Regions from separate parts of the Sus scrofa genome. Here region 1 is linked to region 2. A link is a contact called in public Hi-C data. All regions are on one chromosome and are shown on one strand. The core of a region is the stretch at or near the end of the contact, and the rest is flanking DNA. Distances in the headings are between cores, read along the strand shown.

What was found. Hi-C and Micro-C count contacts between places; a contact is called where the count stands out from the background.
Region 1: a contact with region 2 is called in a Hi-C map of retroperitoneal adipose tissue, with 1.5 times the contacts expected there. The contact joins two enhancer-like sites. A contact is called at or near these places in 1 of 5 promoter capture datasets (liver), 23 of 47 Hi-C or Micro-C datasets (adipocytes, alveolar macrophages, brain and 13 more) and 2 of 2 datasets of contacts at active chromatin or transcription factors (alveolar macrophages and skeletal muscle).

The regions. Positions count from the first base shown.
Region 1 is chr9:130,370,817-130,373,516 of Sscrofa11.1, forward strand. It overlaps RPS6KC1 (ribosomal protein S6 kinase delta-1), which reads right to left. Exons shown (of 15, transcript XM_021063842.1): 6 at 1,863-2,225. The coding sequence starts at 2,154. Among named protein-coding and RNA genes, the nearest start is that of RPS6KC1, 81 kb to the right of the region's middle. Within about 2 kb of position 1,390, at least 3 of the 83 cell types and tissues checked have an H3K27ac peak or open chromatin away from gene starts, as enhancers often do. A contact at or near this core is called in retroperitoneal adipose tissue, where this site is marked.
Region 2 is chr9:130,321,784-130,324,483 of Sscrofa11.1, forward strand. The region is part of intron 8 of RPS6KC1 (ribosomal protein S6 kinase delta-1); the gene reads right to left. Among named protein-coding and RNA genes, the nearest start is that of RPS6KC1, 130 kb to the right of the region's middle. Within about 2 kb of position 1,293, at least 11 of the 83 cell types and tissues checked have an H3K27ac peak or open chromatin away from gene starts, as enhancers often do. A contact at or near this core is called in retroperitoneal adipose tissue, where this site is marked.

The DNA.
Region 1 (2,700 bases), core at 140-2,639, 49 kb after region 2:
ACACCACAGCCACAGTCACAGTAACATGGGATCCAAGCCACATCTGCTACCTACACCAGAGCTCATGGCAATGCCAGATCCTTAACCCACTGAGCGAGGGCAGGGCTAGAACCTGCGTCCTCGTGTATATCAATTGGGTCCCTTACCACTGAGCCATGACAGGAATTCTAAATGATAACATTCTTTAAGACAGAGGTCTAGTAAATCTGTTATCAAGTTTCAATGGAGAAATAATTTACCACCATAAACCCAGTTACTAACTAAATGTTAGATTTTGTTACTTGCTGATAAGCATCCGTAATTCTTATTTTGAAGCAAAGATTTTTATTTTTCTGGTGCCATCAAGTGGTAACATTATGAAGTGTTCTATGGTTAAATGCAAATAACTTTTAGAAAAGTATCACACTGACGTCTTTTATATATGCCAATTTTGTGTTTTAGCACAAAATTATATAGATAGGAAAGGGGAAAATATCAGAGCCAACTGTATACAACTCATCCCCATTTTAAACTTCCAACCCAAAATAAGAATTAAGACAAAGGAAAAAAATGAGTAGATCATTAAGACCACAATGCTCCACTAGCATACCAAAAAACTCCCAAAGACTATGAAGGTAACTTGAAAAACAAAAACTTATATCAAAATGATATATCAGTCAAACTACAAGAAGTGCTTCCTCTTGAAGCTCCATTAATGTGGCAGCAAAAAAAAATTTTTTTTTAAATTAAGGCAAAACCCTGTAAGAACAAAAAAGACTGAGAGCAAGGGGAAGCAACAAAATTTTAGAAGCTAAATAAGTATGTGGATGAGTAGTTACTGACTTGGGCAACTCAAGGAAGCTGTCTGACTTACATAGCACTATAAATCTCGCCAAAATTTCACCAACTGGTACTACTAGGTTTCTGTGGAAGTGAATATGAAGGCTAAAAAGATGAGAATTCATCAAAATCCTGGTTACAAAGTAGTAAGGACACCACTACACACACTCTCCCTTCTACTCCATACAGCAGTCAGCTTCAATCTGTTCCCATAATGAAAAGGCAAATGATAAAAATTGATGCTTATTTAAATAAATAAATAATTTTTAAAACCTGAGTCCTACTTACAGACACTCAGCTCCATGTGTCCCATATCACCCCCACAAATTAGCTGAAAATTTAGCGCAACTAACAAAGAAAGAAGCAGGCAAATCCAAGAACCCTTTACACTTCTTTTTGCTTTTTAGGGCCATACCCGAGGCATATAGAGGTTCCCACGTTAGGGACTGAATCAGAGCTACAGACACTGGCCACAGCCACAGCCACAGCAATGTGGGATCTGAGCTGCATCTGCCACCACAGCTCACGGCCACACAGGATCCCCAGCCTACTGGGCGAAGCCAAGGATCAAACCCACATCCTCATGGTTCCTAGTCGGGTTTATTTCCACTGCGCCATGACGGGAACTCCCTACACGCTTAGTTTAAAAGTGCATTTCACCTCATCTCTTCAGGCCATTTGAGAGTAAATACACTAATGAATTTCTGCGAATCTCCTGAAAGAGGTGAAGACTGGCCAACACTGCCCATGTCAGAAAAACCATTATTCATACAAGAAACTTAGAGGCTTGATTTTTTTTTCAATTCCATTTCTGTTGATTACTTGATCAAAGCAGAGACTTAAATATCTCTGAAACTGTCTTCTATCTCATGTAACTAAAAGTACATGTTCATCTTTAGGTCATTTAATCTCCAGTAATTTCTCCTTTTCAGTCACAGTTTTACATAGGATTATACATAAGAAACAGTTATATGTGTATACTTTTTCCCCCAGATACCACCATAACAACAGGCCAAAACACATTAACATAGATAAAACTGTACCTTGGACACCTTCAAGGAGTAAATCAACTCCCTTCCTATAAAAATCAGAAGCAGCTTCATAGTCGTCGTCTTCTTCCTTTTTTAAGGCCAGCTTTATTAACTCTCCCGCTTTCTCCAAATAATCTCTCTTGCCAAGCCTGGATTTTAAACTGCCAGGAAAGAGACTTCGACTTTCTCGTTCTTCTTCTGTTTTGGTCGGCTCGCTCTCAGAAGCAACAGCTCCTAGAGCTGAAGAATCCGAAGAAAGACTGAGACCAAAAGTTCTAATGGGAGAATTTTGGTTGGAAGCCATTCCATCATCCACCTCAGCAAGAGAATCCACATCGACAGTAAGAGACAGCAGATCACTGTCACTGGAGAAGCCTAGAATATGATGACAACAGTAAGCAGACATTAAACTGAGAATCAGCCAAAAGAATACAAATCATACTGACCACTCATTTTTTTTCATACTACCCAAGTCAATTAGGAAGGCTGTAATTCACTGATGGAAATCAGTGTCTAGCAATTTGCTTCAGCTCAGGTCATTCATTTTTGCACTGTCTCTCTGTAGCTCTGGAAGACACTCACCCTGTCTTAACTATCAAACTAAAACTGAAGACAAGTCTTTATCTAGCCTTGTTGTCAAAAAGAGCCTTGAATACAAGATCTTGTAAACTATTTATGGAAGATAGACGCTTATACACACAGCTGCTGTGAAAAACAGCATTATGATAAAAGGAGAAGAGTAAGAGCTTTAGAATAAGACAAAAAGAAGTGCTTGAATCCCAGCTCTTAAAGCTTCCTGTGTGACCAACAGCAAGTTACTTAAGAATGTAACTCATTATACAGGGCTTCA
Region 2 (2,700 bases), core at 43-2,542:
TAGGCTTTTGTTAGGTTCGTTTTTGGTTTGTGCCCGTTATCTTCTCTGAGTTGCCCATTTCTCCAACATCCAGTATAGAATAAGTGAGGCAAGAGAAAATTCAGGGAATTCACCACCATGCAGTCTATTAGGTCCCATGGTCACTAGCCTGTCCTCCTTTCATTCTCGACTTTGCAGAATCTTCTTATGTTTGTTTCTTACATAATGTCCAGAGTTTTATTTATACTTGGCAGAAAGAACAGATAAAAGGATATCAACTCCATTTTTCTCGAAGCAAAAGTCCAACATCTAAAATTTGATAAAGATACTAGATAATGTTATTTCACCACACTGTTTAAATAAAGGACAAATTCCTATTAATCCAATTCGACTCAATGTTCCCGCAAAGAGTAGATACCCAAACACTGATGCTTCTGTGTCCCAATGACAGTTTTTCCACGTCATAGACGATATTAGTTAAGAACCTTAAAAATATTAAGTACTAGTCTTTTACATCTACTCAATATGAACAATCTCCATGAATTTTCTCAATCATATTTTAGTCACAAAATAGAACCCCCTATATTTTTTCCAAAAGCAAGGCGACCTAAAAATTCTCCCCAACAAACATCAGGTAAAGCTGAGAAGCTAACTTGATTACAAAATGCCAAGGCACTTGATGTAATAGTTTTAGGTTTACAAAGTATGTGGCATCTCTTATAAAGCATCCTAGTGGAATTGATTTTTTGCTTGGTCTAGCCAAACGATCTTAACCTTGTAAACACCACACACACACACACACACACACACACACACACACACACACACACACACCGAAGGACTGGCTAAAAACAAACGATCTTAACCTTGTAAACACCACACACACACACACACACACACACACACACACACACACACACACACACACACCGAAGGACTGGCTAAAAACAAACCAGAAACCCACAGGAAGTTGCAAAAATAACACAGAGTTCCATCCACCCCTCACCCAACTCCTCTCTATGGTAACAGCTTATTGAACATATCAAAACCAGGAAACTGACATTAGTATATTACCGTTTACTAGATTGTGGACTCCTTTATCCTTTTTATAGATATCCTACATGAACAGGCAACCTTCTCAGAAACTCTCTCCCATAGGGGCATCCTATTAGCAGTCAAACTACCAACCCAGACTGCAAATTACCTATACATAAACAATCCTTCTACATACAAACATATACACCCCCTCCATATTCATACCTCACACACATAAACACAAAAGTTTGAACCCACACAGCCACAAACTTACATGAAAAAACAACAATCAATCTTTCTTATCTGAGTATTGTACTTCCACTGATTTCTACTTTCTCTTGCTATTACTACATGAAGGCTATAGGTAGAATCTGAGGGCTAAAAGAAATCTTCAAAAGTTATCTAGCAAAAAATCCAACCAATGCTTGAATTCTTTGTACAACAACCTCATCCATGATCCTTCAGCCTTTACTTGAATATTTCTAATTACAAGAAACAAATAAGATACGGAGAGATCCAATCTGCCTTTGTTCAATCCTAATTCTTTTTTTTTTTGGTCTTTTTGTCTTTTTTGTTGTTGTTGTTGTTGTTGTTGTTGCTATATCTTGGGCCGCTCCCGCGGCATATGGAGGTTCCCAGGCTAGGGGTTGAATCGGAGCTGTAGCCGCCGGCCTACGCCAGAGCCACAGCAATGTGGGATCCGAGCTGCGTCTGCAACCTACACCACAGCTCACGGCAACGCCGGATCGTTAACCCACTGAGCAAGGGCAGGGACCGAACCCGCAGCCTCAGGGTTCCTAGTCGGATTCCTTAACCACTGCGCCACGACGGGAACTCCCAATCCTAATTCTTGAAAGTTATCTCTAATCGCTAGTCAAAATTTAGAAAGCCTGTATTCATTTAGTTCTCGTTGTATTCTCTGGGGGATGTGAACAAGCAAGGCTTATCCCTCGTTGCTTTTCTCCCAGGGGTACAGAGACTCTATTTGCCTAAGACGTCCTAGTCTGCGTCTGTTCATCTGGCATACTTAGTAACTCCTTTCACCCTCAAGATTTGAACAAAACATTGTATATCCATTCTATCTTCAATAGCCCTCAAAAATATGAAGGCCACATATGTTTTTATCAAGTTAACCACCCCTCATTTTCTTCTTTGTATGTTTTGAGGGCCTTCACTGACCTTATCAGTCTTGCTTCTGAATGCATACCAGCATATTTCTATTCCAAGAGCTTAAGTTCCTTGTCATATATAGAAAGATTTCATAATCATTGAAAGATTTCATAATCCCAATTAAAGAACAGAGTATCATTTACTTCCATTTGAATACTAGACAAGATACAGCTGTGAAATTACTGTCCCTCTGGGTAAAGACGGTTGTGTGTCTTGAACCATGATACTAGGCAACAGTCTCATATTATACCAGTAGGTGTCGCTCTATATATGATCTATTTAAAGTTACTTTAGTCTCAATTTCATTCATTCAACAAATATTTATTGAATGCCCATTATATGCCAGGTATGATCCTACGTGCCAAGATTATAGACATGAAAAAAAGACAAGATCTCATTTTCATGGAGTCCACAGTCCAGATATATTAATGAACAAATCTACTTTATTTACTTACTATATAAGTCTGGAAAATCTTATTCCTAGGGAAATTTTATTTTCCTAAGTTATTAGTAACA